Regions from separate parts of the Mus musculus genome. Here regions 2, 3, 4, 5 and 6 are each linked to region 1. A link is a contact called in public promoter capture Hi-C data. All regions are on one chromosome and are shown on one strand. Each heading gives the region's core, a stretch centred on a gene start, on an enhancer-like site or on the middle of the called end of the contact. The rest is flanking DNA. Distances are from core to core; before and after follow the strand shown. Region 1 holds the start of Iqck (IQ motif containing K). Region 2 holds the start of Usp31 (ubiquitin specific peptidase 31). Region 3 holds the start of Pik3c2a (phosphatidylinositol-4-phosphate 3-kinase catalytic subunit type 2 alpha). Region 4 holds the start of Mettl9 (methyltransferase like 9). Region 5 holds the start of Cdr2 (cerebellar degeneration-related 2). Region 6 holds the start of Polr3e (polymerase (RNA) III (DNA directed) polypeptide E).

Region 1 (4,313 bases), core at 462-2,961:
CCCACTACAGCCCTGTGAGGTAGGAATTATCCCCCTCAAAGAGCACCTTCCCCAGTACTACTTGTGATATTACCAATTTGACGGGGCAGCAACACTGCTGTGGGCTAGTGGTCCTGGACTGAATAAAAGGAAGGAAGTGAGTTGAGCCCCAGAATCCATCTCTGTTTCTTAGTTGTGGATGCAAACGGGACCGGCTGCCAGGAGCCCCCACTGGGATGATGTACCATATCCTCAAACTGTGAGCCCAAATAAGTCTCTGAGTTGCTTTTGTCAGATATTTTTCACAGCAATAAGAAAAGTATCAAACTATACAATAAACTGTACTATGAAGATCTATTGGCTTGGAAAAGTGAATCCTCTGGGTGAAAGACAGTAAGTATATAGACACCTGAATATTGCTGCAGATAGTTCCTCGGGTAAGGACCCTAAGGGTAGAACTTACAAGAACATCAGGGTGAAACCTTTTCTCTAAAGCAAAGGTTACAGGGAAGGAGTAATGCAAGCCCTGTGGTCTGGGAGGACTGACTGACTCTTCTCTTCTTCCTCTGAACTCACCACTTCTTCCAAGTCACCATTTTTCCCTCTATACACTGACAAATTCACTGTTTCCATTCACGAAACATTTACTGACCTGGAACTATTCCATAAATATTGCTATTTAAATTTATCAAAATTAAGTAAAATAAGAAATTTGGTTCTTCTAGTCTGCCAGTCCCAAATTACACCCCAAACCCATTTAACAGCACAGATTATTGAACGTTCTATTAGTGTTGTATTGGACAGCCAATGCCACAAGAATGAAAATCTTTCAGTAGCTGGAAGGCTGAGGCAGGAGGATACTCAGCTGGAAGCCAGTCTGTAGTCCAAAAAGGCGAGAGAAAAGGGAGAAGGGATAGACAGCGGACTTATTATGAATGAATCTGTGTCTCTTGCCTTTGAGATCTGGAGGCTTTGGAATGAAGGAAAACTAACACTCTTCCTGTAACCTAGGATCTGTGACTACGTGGTTCTACCTCCTAACACCACGACATAGGTACCATTGTTATGCCCGCTGTACGACTATTACAAGACCCCATGACCAAGGTTCGTGGGCTACAAAGGAACAAGTGATCTAGCCTGCTTGTGGGGCTTCAGAAAGGCTTTGGGGCAAGTGGAGATCAAAATCTATTTGTCCACACCAAAATACTTCCTGAGTATCACCGGAGCCTGTCTACAGAGTTCATTCATTCCCTGCTTCCTCGGGCGATCTGCGGGCGGTCCGGGTCTCTACCCTGAAGCTTCACACTACGCAACTCTCTGACCGGGTTTCCTTCTGCGAGCCTGTTGCCTGAGGTCGCACCGGAATCCAAGACATACGCCAACCTCTTTCTCCGCGTGTGGGCCTAAGGCTCGGCTCCTCCGCCCGCGCGCGTCACCCGCCTGGCGCACAGAGGCTTGGAACGCGCGTCCCGGCGGGTCCCGCCCGCGTCCCGCCCGGCCCGACCAGCGGCGGGGCGCCTACCCTCGCAGATCTGATCCCATAGGCTCTTCCCCGGCGGCTCGACGACCTGCGGGGGTGACACGAGCACTTCGGGAGACCCGGGCGACACTGCGGGCACCGGCGTGCGCGTAGTGATCGGCGAATCCGCGGAGCCGCTCGCCTCCTCACGCAGCACGCTGCGGCTGGATACAAGTCTCGGCGCCGCCATGGACGCGGTTTCTACAGCAACCCAGGGCACCGGGAGGCCGCGACCCGGAAGGAGAAGGATTTCGAGGGGGCGGGCCAGAAAGTCGAAGCTGACTTCCGGATCGCGGCTGCGCGGCTGCTCACGCGGGGACGCTTGGCCTGCTAGCGAACCAGGTGAGTGCGGGTGGTTTGTGCGGGGCCCCGAGGAAGGTGCTGCACGCTGGGGGAGAGGAAAACAAAGATAAGTCACCCCCAACTCGCCTGCAGCCCTCGGTTTCTCTCCAAGCCGTCCCGCCTTGGAGTAGGCATGGGGATGATCCTGGCTAGCAAGCAGCCTGCGGTTGGTGAGGGCAGCACACGCTCCTCTGGCTCGAGTCCGTGTTTTGCACCTTGTTGACTTTGAGACCTAGTGAGTTACAGTCTCCGAGGCCTGTGAGGCTTATTGGTCACACTAACCCTATCCACTGCTGCCGCGGGAATTTAAGAGTGCCTTCACACTGGGCATAGTGGCCCACGTCTATAACCCCGGCACGCGGGATGCAGATCAGCCCTAGCGACGTAGTCAAACTTTGTCTCAAAAACAAGGCGCTTTTGAAGAAAGCTTGTGTTTGCAGGTGATGCAGTGTAGGTTCGGTTCCACTTCTCGCGAGTGAAGTACAGTTAAAGGGATGGAAAAGAGTATGTTGCTGTTGGCTGAGTGGCAAAACAAAGAAGTGGGTTAAGCTGACGCCTGGGACCTTTTTGTCCGGGTTATTTTTCGTGATCACTGGCCCTAATCCTGTAGAATCATCATGGTCTTACTTGATACTGGCCTGTCGGGACTTGTATCTTTCTCTCCTTTGTGAGTCCCCTTCCTATGTCCTCTAAAAGTCAGTATGTCTTGAGGCCCAGTTATGTTTTCTTGTTAATTATCATCCCTGAAGTCCTGTTTATGTCGTCTCTGTTGGCGAGAGTGACTTCCTTGCCTCAGCCCTACAGTACACATGCTGAGTGAGTTATATCAAGGCAGCTGTTTCATCCAGCTGCCCAGTCACCCTCCACTTCTGCCTCAAGGGTTGACTCTACCATCCTATTGGTCAAACTGGAAAACCATGTTCAATATTATGGAGTTGAGAAAAATGCCACCATAATATTGGTGTATAAGATTATACATGTCTGTGGGGGCATCTTCTTTCTTTCTTTCTTTCTTTCTTTTTTTTTTTTTTTTGGTTTATCTGTATAGCTCTGGCTGTCCTGGAACTCACTTTGTAGACCAGGCTGGCCTTGAACTCAGAAATCTGCCTGCCTCTGGCTCCGGAGTGCTGGGATTAAAGGTGTGCGCCTAAAGCAAGGTGAGAGTGGACTTGATATGGCTCAAGTCTGGCCTAGATCTTTGAAGCTGCCCAGAGCAAGCTGAATCCTTTGTGGAGCATGTTAGCGCCGAAGCCAAGGAGAGGTGCAGGATAGAGAAGCTCCTGGACCCTTAATTTCCACCTCTTTCCTTAGAAGCCTCCCATGTTTTGTCTCTAGTCCACAGAGTAGCAAGAAGCATACTGGTGATCATAGTGAAAGCCATGTATTGAATCCCCGGCCACTTGTCGTAAGTGCTTCTGTTTTTCCCGAGGAAAGCCAGGTAATGAAGGTTTCCATGTGTTATGGCCACATGTTAATTCCTAGCAGTCACTTTGAAACTGAAGACAGTGCTTGCAGCTGTCTTGTAGACTGAGATAGCCCAACTTGTGTACCTTCTGGTTCAGCCTTTATATGGATGATAAAACCGGAGTCCAGAGGGGCCAAGGGTATAAAGCAAGGAAGTGTACCAGTGTTTCTATTTGACCCAAGAGTTTGGAGTCCTGGCTGGGGCTTGTCTCTCTTTGCCACGTTGTTTAAGTAGCTTGGGATGGTAAGAGTTGGAACAGGGGGATTCCTTTGTAGACCTAGAGCAGGAACACTCGACAAATGAGCCAGAGGAAAGAGCTGACTATTAACTGTGCCATTTATTGGATCTGGTGGAAGACTGCTTGGATGTTCTCTCTGCTTCATCTGGTTTTTAAAAAAAAAAAAATGTCATGGAAGCCAGCTAAAGTCTTGATCACAGCTGTGTCTTGCAGTGCTGGCTTGAGTAGGCGCTTGGTAAATATCTGTTGAATATAGGTCTGTCTGGAGGTTTCAGGGAGATGGTGGACAAGGAATCAAGTGCTCAAAGCCTTTTCTCTGGGCTTTCCCGGCACCTCTCTGAGGATGGATGTGTTCTTTCCTTCCAGAAAAGGAAAGTGACGTGCAGAGAGGTGGGGTGATAGAGTCAAACTGAGTGAGGAGTTTGGATTTGAATGTAAGGCCATCTGCATTTGCACTTCCTGCCATTTAATTGTCTTTCCTCCTGCTCCCAAGGAATGGGAGCTGTTTCCCTTTCTCTCGGACCGCAGGCTGGGACTGGGTAGAATGGTAAACTGCATTATTTCTGTTTTTCTTCTCAGTAATGGTCAGCAAGACCCAGAAAGCAGACCTGGGCCCACAACTCCCAGAGAAGAAGAAAAAGAAGAAGAAGAAAAAGAGAGTGGTTGCAAATGTCTCAGAACCAGAGACTCAATACTCAGTCTTAAACAGTAATGATTATTTTATAGACGCTTCTCCTCCGAGGGCCACGTCCCCTTCTAACAATGTGGAT
Region 2 (4,313 bases), core at 987-3,486, 2.9 Mb before region 1:
TTACTGAAGTCTGTGGTGGCTTGAATGAAGGTGACCCCATAAGCTCATGTATCTGAATGCTTGGTCCTTAATTAGAGGAACTGCTTTGGGTTTTGGGAAGAAGTAGGAAGTGTTGCCTTGTGTGTCACTGAGGGTGAGCTTTGAGTTTTTGAAAGCTCACACTAAGCCCAGACTGGCTCTGTCTTTGTTTTTGTCTCTGTCTTTTTCTGTCTCTCTGTCTCTGTCTCCCTCTCTTGCATGCATGCACACACACATTCTTGTTCTTGCTCTCATTCTCTCTGCCTCCAACCTTTGGGTGAGATGTAAACTCTCAGTTACGGCTTCAGCGTCATCTCTGCCCACTTGCTGTCCACAATGATGGTGATGGACTAACTCTGAAGCTGTAAGCAAGCCCCTGATTAAGTACTTTCTCTTACCAGTTGCCTTAGTCGTGGTAACTTCACAGCAATAGAAAACAACTAACTCATTGTCTGTTGAATTCCAACAGGGTCAAGTTAATGGTATGGCCAAAAGGTTCTAAGAGAGTCTGCAGAAATGATGCAATTAATGAAGGCAAGATTTTAGAGATGAAGAGAGGCAAACTAAATGAGGAAGTTCAAGGAAAGATACCTGGAGCAGATGGATCAGCTTGGGTAAAGGTTCACAGCTGGGATCAAGTCGTTAGAAGCAGCAAGCATGTGTGCAAAGGTGGAGGGCCACAGGCTTCAGTTTCTATTGTGATCTAGTGGCATTCTTTCTGATGCTACAAGGAGCCCAAGGTACAGCTAAGATGGATGTTTTAATTAGGAGGTAGAAGTGGAGGGGATTTGAGCCTATTCAGAGCAAACCAAGAGCATCATTACAGGATACCATATTTAGTATTGAGTAGAAATCTAGAGGCCAAAACTATTTGCTTTGAGATGGGTGTAGGGTGGCCTTTCTATCTTTAAAATGTTATGGGCTTTCTTTCCCATTATCTGTTTTTTGCAGTAACCAGGGCTCAGGCTCATCTCTTAGCAAAGAGAACATACAAAGAGAAGGTCAGAAACCAGTGGATTTTGAGTAGTAGGCAGCCTTAATGCACGCTGTTCTCCCATGCAGTTTTTTTTCCTTTAAAAAAAATTGAACCAACATTTAAAAATAGAATTTCCACCTTTTCTCTAAAAATCAGCTGATCTGGCAACACTAAGCCCTCATTCTCACATGGGAACAACTGACTGGAGGTGAGCGAAAGCCATCTCTTTAGAAGAATGTTAATTAGCAGGTTGCCGCTGTCCACAACATTTCTTGTATTCCCAAGATATGTGAAGTATGACCTGATCAGCAGATGACCGACCCCTCACCAGGATTCTTTGTTCATTGCTATGACCTATCTAGCCTCTGCGATAGTAGTGCATCTGTGACCCTTGGTTTAAAGGTTAAGTCTTTGAGCCAAACTTGGGTTTAAATGAGATGTCAAAGGCACTGAACTGAAAACCAAGGAAGGTATTCCATGATTGGCATAGTGTGTGGAATACAGAGGTAATCATGAATGAATACCTACTGAGAGTGTACACTATAGGAAGGCAAGCAGAAACTCAGTTAGTTTCAGTCTTGTCGTATCCTTAGAGTTTAGTACAGTATTTGGCAAACAGCAAGTGTTCAGTTGCTATATTTACTGAATGAATGGATGGATGAATGAATGATTGAATGAATGAATGAGCAAATGCTCAGTTTATTGAGTGATTAAAGGGAGAGCTCAGAGGATTTAAAGGCTGTATTTTACAAAACTTTTCAGCAAGGCAATTCTAATAATATTACTTTGCTGAGACCTCAAGGTACATCCTGAAAGAAAAGCCCACCAGAATGTGCCAGCTCCGTGACCACGTTCGGGTGGGTACGCGGCAGTCCCTCGGGAGCCAGGCTGAGTTAACCCGCCTGGGACAAGACAAAGCTGTATCTATCAGCTCCTCTGCCACCTGGTACGTGGCAGCTTGATTTCAGTACTTTCTCTAGATCTTTTCTATTTGACAAGCAAAGACAGAGACCCACCCCTAAAATCCACCATCCAGCGCCTGCCCTAACGTTTAGGACCGTGCCCATACTAAACATGGCCAGTCTTGAGCTTCAACACGCAGAACCACGCCCTAAGCCGAGGGAGTCCTTGAATCAGGGTTCAGGGAGAGAGCTGTTCCCACAGTCAATATGGCGGCCTCGCAGCTTCAGTGCGGGGCGGGGCTGCGATGCCAGCGAGTCACGTGAGCTGCCCACTTGGGCGGCCGCGCGACGCACGCGCGCCCCTCGGTCGCCGCTCTCTTGCTCGCTCTCTCCGCGGCGCTCTGAGGTGGTGTAGGGCGTGAAGCCCCCCGGGCCGGGTGAGGCGCAGGCGGCGGGATGCGGCGGCGGCCGTGGCGGAGTCGCGGTCCGGGCGGACTGGCGCGGTGATGAGCGTCGGCAACCGCCGCCATGTCCAAGGTAACGGCGCCCGGGCCCGGGCCGCCGGTGGCGGCGGGCGGGAAGGAGAAGCGCTCGTTCAGCAAGCGGCTGTTCCGGAGTGGCCGCGCGGGGGGCGGCGGCGGCGCTGGCGGCCCCGGGCCGGCCGCGCCCTCGTCGCCGTCGTCGGCGCGCTCGGTGGGCAGTTTCATGAGCCGCGTCCTCAAGACGCTGTCCACGCTCTCGCACCTCAGCTCCGAGGGCGCCGCCCCGGACCGCGGCGGCCTCCGCAGCTGCTTCCCGCCCGGGCCGGCCTCCGCGCCCACGCCGCCGCCGTGCCCGCCGCCGCCCGCCTCGCCCGCGCCTCCCGCCTGCGCCTCGGAGCCGGTGCCCGGCGTGGCGGGGCTCCGCAACCACGGCAACACGTGCTTCATGAACGCCACGCTGCAGTGCCTCAGTAACACCGAGCTCTTCGCCGAGTACCTGGCTCTGGGCCAGTACCGGGCGGGCCGACCGGAGCCAGAGCCGGAGTCGGAGCAGCCGGCGGGCCGCGGGCCGCACGGCCAGGGCGAGGTCACCGAGCAGCTGGCGCATCTGGTGCGGGCGCTCTGGACGCTGGAGTACACCCCGCAACACAGCCGCGACTTCAAGGTGAGCCCGGGGCGGGGGGCCTTGGAGCTCGGGCGCTTCTTGGGCTCCTCCTCTTCGGGCCGGGAGGATTTCTGCGCTGGATGCTCAGAGAGTTCTGGAAGATAACCCAGATGACAAAGGAACGCATTCCTCCCACCATTCATCCAGCCAGCTTGGCTTCCGAGCGCCAGAACATGGGCGCCAGGTCCTGTGATCCGCCTTGGGGATGGATGTTGCCAGGACCAAGACCCTGCCTTCATGGAACTTCAATCTTTGGAGCGGGTATTGGTGGGAGAGTATCTATCCATCTGGGTTCGAATCCGGCTTCTGCTTCTTAAGTAGTAAACCACTGAGCCTCTTTATGCTCCCGTTTACCTGGTACTTACGTTTAGCAAGTTGACAGGTTACGTTGGACAGCGAGATTACCCAGTTTGGGCACTTCTAGCGGGTTCAGTGTGATACATAAAGTGCTTTAGCTATGTTAGTACCGTTCATGCTTAGTGCTTTTTTTTTTTTCTTTCTATTCTTAAGTACAATGAACCAGGTGTTATCAGATAGTACTTTGAAGAAGGCAGAACTTGATGATGTAATAGATGGAGGAGGTGGTCCTGGCCCTTGGCTTGCAGCTGCCCGTGTGCACTAAGAGGATGAGATTGGGAAGCAGAGGAGTTTGCTGGTCCAGATGGTAAGGGTCATTTAGGCTATCCTAAGGAGTTGGGTTCTTACTGTAAGCTGAGCAGAGAGGTGATTGGAGATTGTATGAGGGATACTTTGAGGTGGGATATGGGTATGATATTAGCGAGAATGGAGTCGGACAGTGAAAAAATAAGTTTTACCATTCCTTCCCTCATTTCCTCATGCTTAGAACTCCACAGTTTGATAGTTGCCCCCATTTTTTGACAGTTGTCTCACCCTGATTTTCTACCAGCCTTCTTTATTTTTTTGAGACAGGGTCCCACTATGTAGCCCAAGGCTGACTTTCAACTCGAGATCTTCCCGATAGCCTTCTGTGTGCTGGGATCAACCTACCCCTCTCCACTGCTCTTCTAAAGAAAACAAATATCAAGTTTAGAGACGTTGGTAGACAACATTAAAAAATATTTACATAGGCATGGGGTGTGTGTGTGGCATTTGTGTAGAGGTCAGAGGACGATTTGTGGAGTCGGTTCTCTTATTCATTTATGTGGGTTCTGGGGATTTAACTCAATTTGTCATGTTTACCTGATGGTCCATCTTGTCAGCCCAACAGTAGCTAAATTTAATAAGGTTATTATGCTTTTATTGTTTTTTTT
Region 3 (4,313 bases), core at 1,111-3,610, 2.4 Mb after region 1:
TTTTTTTTGGTTTTTCGAGACAGGGTTTCTCTGTGTAGCTCTGGCTGTCCTGGAACTCACTTTGTAGACCAGGCTGGCCTCGAACTCAGAAATCTGCCTGCCTCTGCCTCCCGAGTGCTGGGATTAAAGGCGTGCATCACCCTGGACTTTTATTTAATAGCTGGGTGGCCTTTGGAAAATTGCTTTTCTCTCTGGTCCTCAAAGTGCTCAAGTATAAATCAAGGACATAATGGCCCCTTTTCATTCAGGTTGTGGGTGGGATTCAGTAATGCAATTCAAAGAACAGGGTCTGGTTTCAGGAAATGCTCCATAAATGTCAGCCATTCTTTTTATATATGGTAAAAGAGAAAGGGTCCCTATTTCGTACTTGGTACTGGAAGAAGTTTGGGGGTATTGGCTATGCCATGAAGTTCTCTGTGGGAAGTTATGGTTGGAGCAGTTTAAATGTAATGCAACCCCTTAATTCTTTTTTTTTTTTTTCCTTTTTACTATCAAGTCTTAAAATTGAAGCCAGTAGGAGAAAGTAGCTGTTAGCTAGTGTCTAATCGGTCTCAAAGGACAGCAAGCATGGTTTGCACTTTCTTTACAAGTCTGTTCACATTGTTTAACAACCATCGGCAGGCACCACTGCCAGGCAGAGGAGGGGCTGAGAGGGGGCTCCTAGCCCAGCTTCTTGACACCTAACAATTTGCAATTGGAAGCTACCTAAGTCTTCAGCTTCTCAGTCTACTGCACTTCCTACCTGTGGGGCCATACAAAAGCCACAATAAATGAGAAAGCCAGAATTTCAACAAGGATTTGTTTGAGTCAAACCAGGGAGGGCATAAGCTACCAGGGACCAAAAGAAGATAGTTCCCTTTCTCGATCAGAGAGATGAGAGAGAGAGAGAGAGAGAGAGAGAGAGAGAGAGAGAGAGAGAGAGAGAGAGAACACCAAGTTATCTTCCCATAAGACTCAGTGTTTTCTTTTCTTTCCTAAAGGCACACTCTGTTTTCCAGCAGAAGGTAGGAAGCCAGTCCTGAGAGAATTCCTTTTCCTCACCCTTTTAAATCTTGAGGAAGAGCTGCCAAGTGTATAAATTCCTCCTTTGATGAGAAGATAAAGCAGAACAATGCTGTAGAGCTGAGCAGATTCCTAAGGGACATTCTTCTGGGGTGTGTAAGCTTGCGTGGAGGTGGGGCTAGTAGACAGCTAGGGGCTGGGAGGGAGGGTGGTACAGCCAGAAGTTGCTCCTAGACTTCTCCCTAGAATAGCCTTTCCTTTTGCTTTCAGCTAGTGCTGGAGACTAAACCTACTTAGGTGCACTACCACTGAGCTAGGTTTGTTTGTTTGTTTTTGGAGACAGGTCCTGAACTGCTGAGCTTTAGAGTAATCTCCTGTCTTAGCTTCAGCTTGGACTACAGGAAGATGCCACATTCTCATATTCCCTTCCCTGCCCTCCTTCCCTGCCCCCTTCTCCCGCTTCCCCTTAAAGCAGAACTTCATCCAGCCTCTAGAAGTGCAAGCGTGTTTATTTAAACCAAAAGGATCAGAGGTCTCTCCTCCCTTACTAAAGGAAAGGGGGAAATGCTGGGAATACACTTCGAAATCCCAAAACCCAAGCAGACTCTGCCAGTTTACGTTGCCATTCCTCTCCTCCGACAGTTACCGACAGTCGTCTTTTGCAATCTGTAAAACGGGAATAATTCTCCCATCTGCTTCACAGTTTTGAATCAGACAACAGAGCGCTAAACTCTTTACAAGCCCAATTGCAGTCCGCGCTCACGAGAAAGGTATGATTACTATGGGGCCTGGGTGTGATGTCTGGCCGAGCGCTGTTATTACCGGGCTAACCTTGCCCACCTGGCCGCGGCGGGGCTGTCAGCAAACACCAAGGCGAGAACGCCGCACGCACGCATCCAGCCCTTTCCAGGGCCCACACGACGAGCTAATGCAAACTTCGAAGCACCTGAACGTCCGCGAGAGCTCGCCGACCGCTGGAGGGAATGAAAGATTTCGTCTTGACTGTTCTTTTCTGTCTTCCAAACCAAGCTAATCTCTGGGCGGCCTGGGGCCAAAACCTCAAACCAGGCAACCGCAAGCCAGAGATCAGAGGCGCGCGGTGCTGGGACAGGGCCCGGGAACAAAGGGCGCTTCGGAGCTCGAGGCCGGCCAGGAGGAGTCCCGGGGTAGCCTCCCCGAGAGGCCCCCGGCCGGCCGCGCCTAAGACACCCATTCCCCGGGGCAACCACACTCCATCCCGCAACCTCCCCGCTGCTGCCTTTCAGGCTCCGCCTGCGCCCCGCCCGCCATCTCAGGTAGGCCATCCGCGTCGGCCAATCGCAAGGCGCTCAAGTACGGGGGCGGTGCTTGCACCATCGGAAGTGACGTGCAGAGCTCGGCTGGCCGCGGAGTCAGTCGAAGCTCTCCTCAGCGGCCGGCTGAGCCAGCTGAGGCGGGAGAAAAACATGGCTCGGACCTTGGAGGGCGCGAAGGCTCGGGTTGCGGTGAAGACCAAGACTCCCGCAGCGTGAGGTGAGGGGCTGCCGGTGCGTGCGGAGCGGGACCTGGCTCTGCGCAGCCGCCGAGGGACTCAGAGGGGAGGGACCCGGCCGCCGTGCCCCTTGGTCACTCCATCCTCTCTGACTCCTTCCTCGGGGCCCCGTCCCCCACCCGACGGTCGCCAGCGCCCCGCGCCAGGCCCCTTTGTCGCGGGCCGCCGGACGCTGCTGTCCCTCGGGGGGCGGGGGAGGGGAAGCCACCCCACGGTCCCCCGGGACAGCGAGGGAGCCGCGGTGGCGGTCCCAGGCTCCTGTCCCGACTGTTCTGGAGAGTGGCTGTTGAACTTCTGCTATGGCCTCTTCCTTCTCCTCTCCCAGCTCGGTTTTTAGAGCCTCGGGTGGTTCTTTTTCTTCTGAGACCCTTCACCTCGTTACCTTAAAACAAAAATCCAGAAACTGCTTGCTTTGGGAACGCAATGATATTTGTGTATATTTAGTGCATCATCTTTCTGCTAGGGCATTAAAGTAAGAATATTTAACTCTTCCTGCGTGACTGAGGAACAAGGAATAATTGAAGAGGAGGGGAGTGTATACGGTAGTTCTTTCACCGTGTTGTCCTGATAGAAGGTGAAGTCCTAATTAGTATATTTTTATTTTAGCCAGTGGGTGTTTGAATTCAGTGACACGAAGGAAGCATCCCTGTTTGAACAAGATTACTTCTTAAAAAGTATCCCTAAATCTTTCCAGGTAGGTGTCAGGAAGAATACTGCCTTCGGGGCGGGGGGCGGGGGGGGGGGGAGATCACTGAATGTGGTACATCTCAAGCCAAGGACAGAAAATAAAAGGCTATTCTTAGGGGGTTGGTGAAGTAGTGTTCGGGAAGAGAGGCTGCGCAGAGGTCCTGGAACACTGGTTCCAGGGAAGACTTTGTACTCTTGCCTCCCTGATGGTTCTTTCTCCACGAGAAACTGTTAAGTAGCTCTGCTGTAATTGGAGTTGGTTATTCAAGGTTACAGACCACGCTGAAGTGCCTTGGTTGAAATTTTCAAGTTTTTGAAACTGCCTGCAAGTTTGGCATTCAGTGTTTTGAATACTGAAAAGCATTGTAACTGAGAGAGAGATATTTGTTAACTCAAACTTAGTTTCAAAGTGATTTTTAACATAGATACATAATAAATACAGCACCTCCACAGATTCCCATGGGTGCTGGCGGAATTCATATTGAAAGCAGTTTGTCTTGTAAAAACCTCCGTTGTCTTGGGCATGGTGGTGCACCCTATAATTGCAATGCTTGTCTGCACTGCAGAGCTCTGGTAGGAGAGTCACATTTAAGGTCCGCCTAGTCTACCTAGTGAGACACTGTCTCTAAAAATGATAATAATAATAAAGGAAGCAAAGCTGGGTTATGATTGGTGTGCATGTTGCTTGCAGTCTAACTTGCAAACATTATACTTTAGTGGTCTCAATCTTTTTTCATTTTTATAGAGCATAAAGGTTGACTTGTTTGCTTTCAGGATTTTAGAAACAACTTTCTGTAATTAGCTGTGTAAGTGTATAATTCTTTGTTGCATCTATTTAGAGCTCCAAATTTTCCATTCAGTTTTATGTTGCTATGTACATTTCTGTGCCCAAGAGTAAATCTGGCATATTGTTTGGAATGTAATAAGTTCGGCACATTCAGTGCATTTCTACCTAAAGACAGGCTGTTTCTAAGAGCTCAGAGTTTGCCTCACAGCATCACATCAACCCTTCAGATCAGGAGAGGTACAAAGCACTTTCTTAAATGCTTTAACCACATACCTGTAGAGATGAGCCTGAGCTACAGAAGACTAG
Region 4 (4,313 bases), core at 1,266-3,765, 2.2 Mb before region 1:
GCTGGAAACTGAGGCAGAAAGACTGCTTTGAGTTCAAAGTCAGTCTGAACTACATAGGAGTACTAGGCCAGTCAGAGCTACAAAGCCCTGTCTCAAAATTACATATAGACAAATGGACTGACAGACAGACATACAGACAAACTGACTATGGATGAGGCTTAGTGGTACAGTACTTGCCCAGCATTTACAAGGCCTGAGTTTGATCTTCAGCACCACAGAAATAAATGAATGTATGCAGTTAGAAAATGCCCTCTGCTGAGAAGCACTGAGATAGTGTCCTCTGCCATCATTCTTCCTGGGCTCTACAGTCACAATATATATAGTGTGTGTGTACATGTGTGTGTGCGCGCCTGCACACGCTCATGTGCTGAAGAAGTCCAGAGCTATCCAATCCTGCAAGAGCTGGGATTACAGAGTTGTGAGCTGTCTGAGCTGTAGCTGTCTGAGCTGACTGAGCACAGTCTCTTAACTACTGAGCCATCCCATAAGCACAATTTCTATGAGCACCTAAATCAAGCCTCTGCAGTAATCCCAAGTGTTATCATAAATACCGACAACTGGGAGACTCAACCGCAATTCCTCATCATAGGGAATAATCGTTTTTTCTATCCACTGCTTGTTAAACACAGCATTTCCAAGTCCTTGTTCCACACGGGCATGAGGCATTCTGATCCTACTTAATTAACAGTGTATACCTCAGAGTTGTCTCTATGACACTGAGCCAGCATAACATAGTCTGTGACAATAAGCATGGTTATACAATTTAAGATGTTATACTAAGTTTATCGCACTCCTAACAATACTACATAAAAGGGCATCTAAAACGCCACAATCACTAGTAAATTTAAATAATGAAAATCGAGGATTCCTTCCAAAATAGAAAATGAGGTCTGAGTATTGATCAGGGTAGAACAGTTTCCAGGACCTGGGTTCCATCCCAACACCATAAAAAAAACAACACAATCCAGTTAATAGCAAATAAAATCTTAATGCTGTTATACATAAAAAGGTGAGGTCCAAATAACACAAGGAATCATTCCTTACATCTCTCTGTAAAAGCAAGACATACTAAACTCAGGCTTTTAGAAAAAGCGCAAAGTTTGTCTAAATTCAAAGGCTTCTCTTCTGTGACTGCAAGGTTAACCACAAACTACTTACGGTCAAATGCAAACTACCTCCCTCTTAATTCAACAGCTGACCCATGCATGTTTCTTTAAGTGGTACAAATAGCTAATGAAAAGACCATCCAACCCCATCCAACCGGTAGAACCCCCACGGCTCACAATCCATTCATTAGCTACAAGAATTCACTGCTGAACAGTTCAGATTTTTTAAACCTCTCCGTTTAAAGCTTGCATCATCTTCCTCCTCATCCCAACCTCTCTGGTCAGCTCACTAAACCCAAGTTGAAAGGACACGTCTCATAGGCAGAGGGGGAGGAGAGTTCCTAGGCTGGGAGCCCAGACCTGTCAAACACATTTTTTTAAGTGCTTCGGGGAAATGTCAGCCGAAATGTTCACGAGGCCCAGTTTAATGTCTTTAGAACCCTTTGTATATCCAGAGATTCGGCCAGACAAAAAGAGACCGGCTTTCGGTTTTGTCCCTCGGGGGGGTAGAGGAAGGCTGGCTGGGTGAGAGCTGGGGCAGTTTTCTGCTCAGGCCCCAGTGCCAGTTGGGTGGCCCTACCCAAAGTTGCTCGGGTCCTGAGGGCGGACGCGGACGCCGCCGCCGGCCTGGGAACAATGCGGGGCTTCGGGGCGCCCACGCTGGGGCCCGGGGAGCCAGGCAGCAAAGGCTGTCCCCCGCCCGCGCCGCCGAACAAAAGGCGCCGTGGGGCCAGCGCCCGGGCCGGGAAAAGTTTGTGAGAGGCCGGGGCCGAGGCCCGAGCGCGCCGCCCCGCACAATGGCCCGGCCGAGCGCGGGAAGGCCGAGCGCCCCGCCGCGCCGCGCCACGCCCCCGCTCCGCAGGGCTGCGGCCCAGTACCTGGTGCGTGTCCTTCCCGCCGCCCGCGGCCGCCGCTGGCCCGCCGGGGCCGCTAGTCATGTTCACGTACAGGGAGCGGGAGAGCGGGCTCCGCAGCGTCCACATCCTCCGCGCCAGCCACACGGACGCCAGGCTCAGGCACAGCCAGCCCGCCAACAGTCTCATCGGGGGGCCGCGGCCGCCAGCTCGGATCACCGCCGGGCCCAAGCCCAGGAGGAGGAGGAGGAGGAGCCGCCGCCTCCGGCCACCGTCGTCGCCGCCGGAGCTCGAGCCATCGCCGCCAAGTCGCCCGTGCAGCCCCCTTCGGGGCCGAGGCAGAGGGAGGGGGAGATGGCGCGGGAGGGGGGGCGGGGGAGGAGCGGCAGGCGCGCGGCCTTCTCACGTCCCCCGCGGCCCTTCCCAGCCCGGAACGCCAACGACTCCAGGTCGTGTTTCCACCCGGTGCACGTACAAACGCAGGAGGGGCGTCCTCCCTGCCCAATGAGCGGAGACCGGGAGGCCCGGGAGTTGGGAGAGAGGGCGTGCACGTCCTCCGTGGCGCCGCCTGGACTCATAATGGCGGAAGATCCGGGGGAGACTTCCTAAAGGGGCTACTAGAGTCTGGCCCCTCCGAGGAGGGGTCTGCAGGACTTCCGGGCTTGTCTTGCCTTAGTAACTACCCTGTGGGCCCCTCGATTACACCTTTGACCTAATTGTTCCCATTGACACAGACCCAGGTTTATTCGATAGACCCGCGCTGCCCTTCTTGCTACAGTCTTGACCGTCTATTTAATAATTTCCATCTGGGGTCAGCGAACCTGACTCCCAACTCCAAAAGCCACCCGATAGCTGCAAAGCAGAGAATCGAGGGGGAAAGAATCCCACCGCCACTCCCAGTCCCGGTGTTCCCAAGCCTGAGAAGCGGCTGTCACAGGTCTAGTGAAGCCCTCATGAGTGAAAGCTCTGCCTTTGTTGGAAACTGTTGCTCCTGGAGCACTCAACGAAATGTGATGGAAAATAGCATCTGCTGGACAACGAAGGCCACAAGTTAGTCCTGGCTGCCATGTTTCCTTGCAAGTTAGTCCTGGCTGCCATGTTTTCTCAAGCTGATAGAAGTTGGACCAGACATTCTTAAAATGTGCTCGGTCTGGGGAGATTTAGCCAGATATTTCTTAGATCATTTATAGCAGGAAGAAGCCCAATGTTTCTAAAATGAGGGTCATGAGATGTCGTTGTGTCTCAACTGTTGCTACTAAGCTACAGCATATTTCCTAGCCCAGCTACTCACACCTTCCTAGGTTTGTTAGAATATGCTTTTCATTTGACAGCGACAGATTCTGTACATTAATTTTAAATTAATTATAAAACAAATTTATCTTTACGTTAATTTCATCACACTACACTGAAGAGATTTCCGTTTATGAAATAATGACCCCTGGATGAGAAATGGCATTCCTTATCACAAACTCCTTAGGTGTTAAAGTATCTATTTACCATCTTTCGTTAATAAGAATATTTTGTTACCTAATGTGCATAGAATATAACAAAATACTTTGTCTTCTCTCATTCTGGTATATTCCCTGACATCTCTCCAAGTTGGGTGTTAAACCCAAGACTATACCTTACTAAATTGAGCTCAACTTTCTAGAAGTACTGGTCCAACATACTTAAAAGAAGCTATAATAGTGAATGTAAATGACTGTATTATGTCCCCTCTTTGAGTTCCAATAAAGCTCTTCTGTATCAAACCAGAGTCTTCACCTTTTTAAGTAAAGAGGAGATACAACAAGAGTGCATAAACGGGCATATTTCATTTCTAAAGACAAAGGATACAGAAAACTGTGTCCTAAGATTAAGCTTGCTTAACCACAGCTCCAAGACTTCAATCCTAAATGTATCCTCTAAACAAGAAGCAAAGATACATCTGATAGGATCTGAAGAATTTGGGGTGAACTTGACAGCTAAGACACCTACCAAATTTTGCTTTATGCCTGAGCAGCTCACCTAAAAAAATAAATTACCCTCACATTCAAACTACTCTATAATCACAAACTACTTGTGTAAGTGTGATTTACATTTAGGAAGCACAGGAAGAAAGCAAAGCACAGCATAAGCAAATGAAGAAGCAAATATGATAGCAAACCTTTTTATAGAGGGTGGTATCCCAGCTCCTGGCTTTTCGATCCATCCAAGAAGCCTTGCTGTCTCTCCTCTCAGCTTCCTGAATTACAAATCAGGAGGAAGGAAAGCTGCAAGAGTAAATATACTAAGCAGAAGTTCAGATTGCCCTCAGGCCTGCTACTAGGATGTCACTACTGTACATTAAAACCTCAGTTATCCATGATGGGAA
Region 5 (4,313 bases), core at 1,094-3,593, 2.1 Mb before region 1:
AGCAACAAAAAGCTGACTAGGGACATCTTGCCTCTTGGTGTACTTGTACTCAGAAGGAACTTGTGAGGTGACAGTCTGTTACTCTTACTACTTGTTTTAAGTTACACTTGATCCTTGTGTTGGGGGGGGGGGGTTTTGTATGTGACAAGGTACATGTGGAGAACCTGTGGGAGTCACTTCCAGCCTTGCACTATGTGGGTTGCTGCCATCAACTCAGCTTGTCAGGCAAGGATGCAAGCACCTTTAGCCACTGAACTATCTGGCCTGTTCTATTTTGATTGGCTTCTGCTTCCTAGTCAGGGTCTTGCAATGTAGCACAGGTGGTATCAACCTCACATGCCTCCTGTCTCCACATCCCCAGTGCTGAGGGCACCACTATACCTGGCTAATATTACTTTGTTACATTTTTGGTTGGCATTCCTCATAAGGAAATTTTTTTTCTCATTTATATCACCATGGATTCATCATTAACAAACTGCAATCTGTTGCTATTACTACTTATTTTGATACTCATGGGCTGGGGACAGTGGCTTGGAACTTCTCCTTGCATGTGAGTGGGCCCTTGGTAGTACCACGGGAGAACAGGAAAAAGAAAAAGGAAGAGGGAGGCAAAAAGAGAAGGAAGTGTATTATTTTGATGCTGTTATTTTTTAACAGTCCCTTCACAATAAGTGTTAGAAACAACACAGCTTTCTTGGGCACAGTTTCTTTGATTCTCATAGCTCTTTGAGCAAAGAGGTCATTTCTCCCCTAAGTGGTGAGCTAACGCCTGCTTTGCTAGTACAAACTGTGGATAGACAATTAGATTTCTAACCCTAGGTTCTTGGTACCTTAAGGTCTATTAAGGAGTCTTTCTTAAGGAATGAAGAGGAAAATCTCGCCAGAACAACATTCCTGTAGGGACAGGGTTTGATGGTTGTGTGCCTTCTATCCCAGCACTCTGGAGGCAGAGCCAGCCTAATCTACATAGTGTGCTAGGCAAAGCTGGGGCTGCACAGTGAGACTCTGTACAAACAACAAACCAACCTCACAATGGGGAGGCTTTCTTGACCTTCACAAGACCATGTTCCCAGGAACAGGTGCATGTTACACTGATCTGAAAAGGAGCATCTTAGGACCCACAAGAATGATGGAGAGTGGCACGCCTAAGGCATCGTTAGCACTGAAAAAAGAAATTAGGGTGAAGTATTCCTTCCTCCAAATTACCCGAGATCTCAGAGAAATAAAAGTATCTCTGAGGATTTGTAGCTTCTTCCTAGCAATTTCTCCTGTTTTAAGCCATAGTAATCTGAGTACACTATTTTAAGGCCACAACTGGTGCTTTTTTTGGATAAGGCAAACTTTCAACTGCTTTCCACTTTAGTTCGGGTGACACTCCGGATCTGTGTGAAGGAGTTAACTTCAGGAGGTTTCTACCAAATCACTACTGCCAAACCTGAGTAATTACTCCCCTCCCCCCCTCAGTTGTCACAGTTCTTCTCCCGTCCTCTGTAGATGCTATCAGTTATAACATCCCCTCCCCCCCTCAGTTGTCACAGTTCTTCTCCCGTCCTCTGTAGATGCTATCAGTTATAACATCCCAAACATCTGCGCCGACCTTTCTGCCCTCTGAGAGTTTCCCTAAGTGAGGTACCCAAATATATTAAAAGTTTAACCCAAGAAACAGTAGTTACGGCTGTGTTAACAAGCTGACGCCGGCAAGCTGGCCACCAAGTGCAATGCCTGATCTTAGGTATTTATCCTGGGCTCTATGAACCTTTAAGAAATTCTATGCAAAACTGTGGCAACTTTTCTCAGGGGAGGCGGCTTCCACTGGCCAGCCCGGGACTCTGGAGTGTGAAGTGGGGTTGGTGACTGCCCTTTTAGGAGTTCATAGCCAGGCCCCTGGAAGGCCAGGGCTCCAAGATTGAGGAGCAGCTCTCACTCAGTAGCGTTCTCTCGGCTTTAACTTCCCGACGGACCATGAGTCTCCCTCCGAGCATCACCGAGGGCAGAGCCAAGGAGAGTTGGCCCGCATCCGAAACCCTCGGGTGGGAAGATGATGACCCGTGCCCAGAATTAGTAGTCCTCGGCACCCGGTGTTCGCCAAAGCCACCTCCACACTCCGGAACTGGAGTGCACTCAACTGAGGAGACGCGACGCAGACAAAAGAGGAGGGGCTGCCGACCGCACCCTCTTCGTCTTTCCCCGCCTCCTTTGTTCCTTCCTAAGCTATTATTGGCTGATGGTCCTCGGACCCGCGACCTTTTTTGATATTCTATTGGCTGAAGTCGCTGTCACTCTATAGGCGGCTCATTCGTGATTGGTCAAGGTGCCTCCCGGGTTTGAATCGTCTCCCCGGCTTTGGGAGGGTTCTGCCAAAGTGCCACGTTGGGCCGGGCAGCAGGCGTGAGGAGCCGGCTCCCGGCGCCACCCGGGGCGCGCTCGCTAGGGCGCCGGCCTTTGGGCGGCGCGGGATAGCGGCGAGAGCTGCTGCGGGACCTGCGTGTCCCGCCCCAGGGTGGCTCTGGCTGAGGGCGGCGGGGCCGGGGGAGAGCCCGGGGCAGCGGCCGAAACGGCAGGGCGGCGGCAGAGCCCGCTGCCCCCGGACGTCCCCGGCGACATGCTGGCAGATAACCTAGTGGAGGAGTTCGAGATGGAGGATGAGCCGTGGTACGACCACCGGGACCTCCAGCAAGGTGAGGGCGAGGTCGCCGGTCGGGAGGGGGGGGCGGGATTGTTGGGGTGGGAGTCCGGGGGTGGCAGGTGTGGAAAGTGCTAGAAAGTTCCTTAGGCTGGAGGTTTGGGATGCCGCGGCCCGGTGCTTCTTGCCCTCACCTGGCAACGGATCCGCCCATCCCGACCGCAGAGAGCAAGCGCGCGCGGCCCACGGCCCTGCGGGTGCGCCACACAGGCTGATGCTCGGTGCTTTAAGAAAGCGCTTGCCGGGTATGAGCGGATGGACCTCTGAGGTGGGCAGGAGTGGACCAGCTTGTCCTGCTCTAGAGGCGAGCTGCTGGCCTGGGTCCGGGTCGTGCTGCCCTGCCTGCCCCACATCGCCTTTCATGGTCCGCAGAGTCTGCAAAGCCGCTGCAGGTGGTGGGAGGGCAGTGCTGCTGTGCGGTACCCGCGCCATCTCTCTGTGAGAGTAAATTTTTTTTTTTTTGTCCCGTTTTCCAGAAAGCAGAGGCTAAAAGATTTAGGTGGATTCCCTAAAGCCGAGTATGAGGAGCCTGTAGACACTGTTCAGTTTCTTAGCATCCCAGTTTACAGCTTACTCAGTTGGGTATTAAACTGTTTTGTTTTGTGTTTTAATTTATTACTTAGCCATCGTTCATCGGGGGCTAAATGAAATTATTCGAGGGCAGCTCTTATCATGCGCTTATCTTTCTTTCGGGTTTTCAATTAAAAATAATCCTGCCTTGGTTTTCTTGCATCGGGGCATCTCCAGAGACAATCTCAAGAGTGCCCCCAGTCTGAAGCCAGTGGCCCATTTTCTTGTACATTCATAGCAGGATTTTGTGTTTGGGGACACTGATAGGCCGGCCCTCAACACCCTGGTAGGCTCCTTTAATTCTCCCAATAGCATAAGGTGCTGCAGTAGGTACCTCTGGCTGAAGAAGATACTGTTGGGGAGACTAGGTATTCACGGCAGACCCCAGAGTAGACATTGTTAACCACCATGCTGAGGGATCCGCAGGAATCCTTTGTGCTATTCTGTATAATGATCTCCACTCCAAACTTTTTGGGAAAATTAATATCTCTTTTGAGTTGGCTACTAAACACCGCCTCTTGTTCACAATTCAACTGAATCTGATGGGGGAAAAATTCGGGCTTGAATGATCCATACTTAGAAAAAGAAAACAGGTAGCTCTTTGGAGAGATGCTAATTTGTTTTTTGTTTTTTTGTTTTTTTTTTTGTTTTTGTTTTTTTGGTTTTTTTAATCCTGTCTGTCTTGATTTCTTAATGTGAAATGACCTAAGCCCACATAGATCCCTGTACTGCTATAATTGAAGCTGACTAGCAGTTACAATGCCGATTTGCCATCACATTTCTCCATGTCCACAAGACAAATTTGTTAGACATTTAGCCTACTTGAGATTTGCCCCATAAGGATTGATGACCTACTTTGATACTTGAGGACTGAAGCAACCATCGTGCGATTGCTTCTATGAAAGCAATTCATATAATCCAAGCAAGAGTTTTTTCTTTGCCATATTTAAGAAGAATCCAAAACCTTCAAGGACTGGCCAGTCTCCCATGTCTAACATCATATATAACACATCATAATAGAAACTTAATTTAGTATTTGTTGACCTGAACTGAGGCTCTC
Region 6 (4,313 bases), core at 952-3,451, 2.1 Mb before region 1:
CTTGACCTGTCAACAATCCAAGCTTCCAAAGCAAGCTGTGGTGACCCATGCCTATAATTCCAGCACTTGGGAGGCTGAGGGAGGAAGATAACAAGTTTGAGGCCATCCTGGGCTATAACATAGCAAAGCCTCATCTGGAAAAAAAAGTTACAGACACAAAACAAACAAAAAGGCTTCCCTAGCTCCACCCTCCTATCTCCAATGCTCAAGAGACTGCCATTCTTTGTGACTGTCAGTAGCAATGCTACTATAGCATTGCTGCCTTGCTCCCAACCCTCCAACTGTCCCATAAAACAAATCCTTCCATGGACCCCTAAGCCCTTACACGATCTTACCCCTGTCTCCACATAAGCATCTCCTCATGGCCTAGTGACCAATTACTGAACTTCTAACAGGCCAAGCCCCAAGCATCCTTGAGGACACTCTGCACAACAATCCCAGGTCATTTTCTTTTTTTTTTTTCTGGTTTTTCAAGACAAGGGTTTCTCTGTATAGCCCTGGTTGTCCTGGAACTCACTCTGCAGACCAGGCTGGCCTCGAACTCAGAAATCCACCTGCCTCTGCCTCCCAAGTGCTGGGATTAAAGGCATGAGCCACCACTGCCCGGCTCACCAAGTCATTTTCTGGATGCTCATTTTCCTTATATGTAACCACTGCCAGTCCTTCCAGGATTAGACGTGTTCCCTGACAACTCAACTGAAACAGCCGCTTCCAGCCCCTTCCATTACAAGCATAATTCCTTATTTCCTGAATGGTCCTAAGCTGGAACTTCCTGATCTGCTTGCTGGTCAGGTGTTAGCTGTCCTCTGTACTAGACTTTAAACTCTACGAAGGCTTCTCTATGCTTCACATTCCTGGACCATTAAGTGGAGATAATAATTATACTTGGTCGTGGTTATGGGATCATTACTTTTAAAATTAAAAAAAAAAAATCACAGTTCTTTCTCCCAAATATTAATGATGCCAGGCATCAATATAGTACCAAATAATACTCTTCTCATTAGCTGTGCAAATCAAAATTTATAGTGCCCAACTTCGAATTGGTTTACCCAAGGTCACAGCCCCCCAAGAAAACAGGTAAAGAAATCCAAATCTAGCTGATGCCAAGAGCCTTGGTTTTATTCTTAACTAACATGCTGCACATCTCTTTGGTAAAAGGCAGTATGGTGTAGTGGTTAAGAGGTTGGACTGCCGTGCAAAACCTTACAGGTTCAAATCCTACCTCTTCAATATAGCAGCTGATTAGCGACGTGAATTGCATAACCCTGGGTCCTTTCCTATTTTAAACCACACACCGGCTTCAAAGGGATAAGGCGAACCTAGAAGGACTGTTGCTACGTGGCAACATGTTTTCTTCCAATATAAGACCGAACAAGACAGCCACAAATGAAAGAAGCAGGAGTGTCACCCATCTTACACTCATTAAAACACCGTAGCACGGGAATCATATCCCCATTTCACAGATAAAGGTATGATCTTATCTTTTCGCTCCCAAACCCAGGAACTCTAAAACAATATTCCAGGATGACCCGGTATGTGCACCATCCCCCGTTACTGGAAGGTCCCCGGGTCCACGAAGCAGTCGCCACTCTGCTTAAACACAGATCAATGAATGAGGCGTCCCGGGCCCGCTCGGGCTAAGCAGAGTTGACCAGGTTCAACGACCCCTGCCCATGCAGGCGGCCCCGAGTCCAGTGGCTTTCTCCATGTCGCCGGTGCTCAGGCGCCCTTCCCACTCTTCCGAAAGCCGCCACGCCACCGGGCACCAGTGCCCTCGCAGGTGCGGTTCGGGAGCCAGGCCCGGGCGGGGCAGCGCGGCCGAAGCCTGAGTCAGCGCGGGCCGCACCGCCGTCGTCTCCCCACCGTCCAGCCGAACGGAGCGACCCAGGCCCGGGGCGGCCTGGAAAGCCGGGCGGCCACCTTGCGCCCTGCCCTGGTCCCGGGAGGCCGCGGCCCCTCGGCACGCAGCGGCGGGGGCCTGTCTGGCCTAGTCAGCAGCGCGGCCCGGAGCACCGAGCGAGTGCGACGGCTGCGACCCGGATCCCGAGGCTGCCGAGTCGGGGCTCACCTCTCCGCCGGGGCCGCGCGCGGGCGGCGGAACGGCCCAGGGACCCGCGGGCTGCAGAGACGGCGGCGGCCGGGTCTTCTATCAGGCAGCGGCCATGTTCCTGCTGGAGAAACTCCGCCGGACACGTGGGGGGAGCGGGGCCGGCCCTCGCGCTTCCTCTTACCCACAATGCCCCGCCCCGGCGCGCGCGGGACCGCCCCTTCGGCGAGCTGCTCGTGGTGCAGAGAGCGCACATCGACAGCAGGGGTCGCCGCTGCGCTCGCAGAAGGAACCTAGAGCGAAAGACGCTGAGACAAAAGAAAAAGCCTGCCTTGGCAGCGGTGGGATTCGAACCCACGCCCCCGAAGAGACTGGAGCCTTAATCCAGCGCCTTAGACCGCTCGGCCACACTACCCAGCTGTTGACGTCGTTTTCTAAGAAGCTACTTATTGGATTGACACGTATATTTTCTTTCGATTCTTGGAGTTATATTTATTTATTTTATTTCCTGCCGATAGAAATTGCCATAAACAATATTATCATCATGCCACTTATTGAAATAAAAGTATTTAGATGCAAGCTTGTTCCAAATAAGTTTTAAAGCAAAGGATAGTTTATTTTGCGTTCTGAGTCAGTTGGTTAAGGTGTCAGGTTAAGCCACTCAGACACTCAAAAACCCGAATTCGATGTCTGGTTCTGTCAGTAACTTTCACCAAGCTCTCAGAGCTGAACTGTAACCCCAGGTCTGCAGAGTTCTATCTGAAAATTTACGTGTTTAAATTTTTAGTACACAAACAATTTTAAAACTTTGCAGATAAAATATATTCTTTGTAATATTCAAAATAAGATTCTTCGAGCTTTGACTTGCTCTAGTTTCCTAGTACCCAGCATTATTGGCTGATTGTACATCCTTTCTGCTCTTTTGCTGTCAATGTTTATCTCCATAGAAAATAGTTTTGTTCATATTGTGAATGGGTTGGTATATAAATATTAACACAGTAACACATAGAGATATACAGCTGGCTGGTTTTTCACTATACTTTTGATTTATTTTCTGTTTTGCTTTTGTTTTTAACCAGACTTTATTTTTAAGTATCTTTGCATGTTAATATGCCCATACAGACTTTTACGTTTACTTTATTTATTTGTTTGGGAGTGGGGAACGGGCGGGGGCGGGCCGTGGAGGTCAGAGGACAACTTGCCTGATGAATAAGTTCTTTTGTTCCACCCTGTGGGGGCGTCTTAGGTTGTCAGGCTTCGAGGCAAGTGTGTTTACCTACCTTCTGACCGAGCTATCTCACCAGCCCTAGATATTTTAAAACACTGAAAAAGATGAAAAAAAAAATAGTCACACACACCCCATATTTCCACCACCTAGAATTAAACTCATTTCTGCATTTACATTTGAACATGCATACATATTCATTTGTTGTTTAAACTAAGGTTCACAATGCCCAGGCTGGCTTTGAACTACGTGCATTGATGAGTTTGAATTTCTGATCCTCCTGCCTGCACTTCCTAAGTACCAGAATTACAGCCTTGCACCTGGCCAATATGGCATTTTGCTTCCAATTATTTTCTTGTGTACATAATTTTTATTAAAAGTTACACAAGTAAGGCCTTCGAAATGGCTAAGCGTGTAAAAGCATGTAAAAATCCCTGGGACCCACATGATAGAAAAAGAATCATCCACAAGCTGTTCTCTGTCACACATACTCACACGATAATTAAGTAATTAATTAATTAAGTAAGATACACAGGTGATAAATGTAATGTACACTTTAAAACTGTGTCTTAAAATATGGGCTAAGAGATGGTAAGCACACTCCTTTAGTACCAGCACTTGGGAGGCAGAGGCAGGTGGATCGCTAAGTTGAAGGCCAGCCTGGTGTACAGATGAGTTCCAGGACAGCCAGGGCTAAACAGAGAAACCCTATCATGGAAAAACTGTGTGTGTGTGGGGGAGGGGGTGGGGTGGGGGGTCTGTGTGTATATCTGTGTGTGTCTGTCTGTGTGTGTCTGTGTGACGTAATGGTGCATATCTATGGTCCCAGCCATCAGGAGGCAAATGGCAGAAGTTTTTAGCAGATTTGAAGCTAGCCTGGTCTACACGGTGACAGACTATGCTCCAGGCTAGACTGGTCTACATGGTAGAAGTGTGTTTCAGGCCAGTCTACATAGGACTACATAGGATATTCTGTCTCAAAACAAAAATAAACAAAAATTTAACAATATCCTGGACTATGAGAGTAAAGTCCACCACATT

What was found. Promoter capture Hi-C pulls out the DNA fragments that hold promoters and counts their contacts. Capture Hi-C pulls out chosen DNA fragments and counts their contacts.
Region 2: a promoter capture Hi-C map of liver shows a contact between it and region 1, with 2.4 times the contacts expected there. The contact joins the promoter of Usp31 here to the promoter of Iqck in region 1. A contact is called at or near these places in 3 of 39 promoter capture datasets (the 3T3-L1 cell line, liver and pre-B cells), 2 of 484 Hi-C or Micro-C datasets (both in CD4 T cells) and 2 of 9 other capture datasets (adipose tissue and liver).
Region 3: a promoter capture Hi-C map of pre-B cells shows a contact between it and region 1, with 6 times the contacts expected there. The contact joins the promoter of Pik3c2a here to the promoter of Iqck in region 1. A contact is called at or near these places in 2 of 39 promoter capture datasets (liver and pre-B cells) and 1 of 9 other capture datasets (liver).
Region 4: a contact with region 1 is called in a promoter capture Hi-C map of pre-B cells, with 3 times the contacts expected there. The contact joins the promoter of Mettl9 here to the promoter of Iqck in region 1. A contact is called at or near these places in 5 of 39 promoter capture datasets (hematopoietic stem and progenitor cells, hippocampal neurons, liver and 2 more) and 2 of 484 Hi-C or Micro-C datasets (B cells and CD4 T cells).
Region 5: a promoter capture Hi-C map of liver shows a contact between it and region 1, with 4 times the contacts expected there. The contact joins the promoter of Cdr2 here to the promoter of Iqck in region 1. A contact is called at or near these places in 2 of 39 promoter capture datasets (liver and pre-B cells) and 1 of 484 Hi-C or Micro-C datasets (B cells).
Region 6: a promoter capture Hi-C map of pre-B cells shows a contact between it and region 1, with 3 times the contacts expected there. The contact joins the promoter of Polr3e here to the promoter of Iqck in region 1. A contact is called at or near these places in 5 of 39 promoter capture datasets (the 3T3-L1 cell line, the C10 cell line, cranial neural crest and 2 more) and 1 of 9 other capture datasets (adipose tissue).

What each region holds. Positions count from the first base shown.
Region 1 is chr7:118,853,150-118,857,462 of GRCm38.p6, reverse strand. Iqck (IQ motif containing K) reads right to left here and starts at 1,711. Exons shown (of 9, transcript NM_001374605.1): 1 at 1,502-1,711. The coding sequence starts at 1,688. Knop1 (lysine rich nucleolar protein 1) reads left to right here and starts at 1,465. Exons shown (of 5, transcript NM_023197.3): 1 at 1,465-1,840; 2 at 4,123-4,313. The coding sequence starts at 1,687.
Region 2 is chr7:121,705,365-121,709,677 of GRCm38.p6, reverse strand. Usp31 (ubiquitin specific peptidase 31) reads left to right here and starts at 2,236. Exons shown (of 16, transcript NM_001033173.2): 1 at 2,236-3,042. The coding sequence starts at 2,425.
Region 3 is chr7:116,441,505-116,445,817 of GRCm38.p6, reverse strand. Pik3c2a (phosphatidylinositol-4-phosphate 3-kinase catalytic subunit type 2 alpha) reads left to right here and starts at 2,360. Exons shown (of 33, transcript NM_011083.2): 1 at 2,360-2,514.
Region 4 is chr7:121,032,647-121,036,959 of GRCm38.p6, reverse strand. It overlaps Mettl9 (methyltransferase like 9), which reads right to left and starts at 2,515. Exons shown (of 5, transcript NM_021554.2): 1 at 1,985-2,515. The coding sequence starts at 2,149.
Region 5 is chr7:120,980,342-120,984,654 of GRCm38.p6, reverse strand. Cdr2 (cerebellar degeneration-related 2) reads left to right here and starts at 2,343. Exons shown (of 5, transcript NM_007672.2): 1 at 2,343-2,678. The coding sequence starts at 2,603. Mfsd13b (major facilitator superfamily domain containing 13B) reads right to left here and starts at 2,146. Exons shown (of 8, transcript NM_001374644.1): 1 at 1,925-2,146.
Region 6 is chr7:120,915,666-120,919,978 of GRCm38.p6, reverse strand. Polr3e (polymerase (RNA) III (DNA directed) polypeptide E) reads right to left here and starts at 2,201. Exons shown (of 21, transcript NM_025298.4): 1 at 2,069-2,201. n-TLaag4 (a tRNA gene) reads right to left here and starts at 2,462; the gene lies at 2,381-2,462.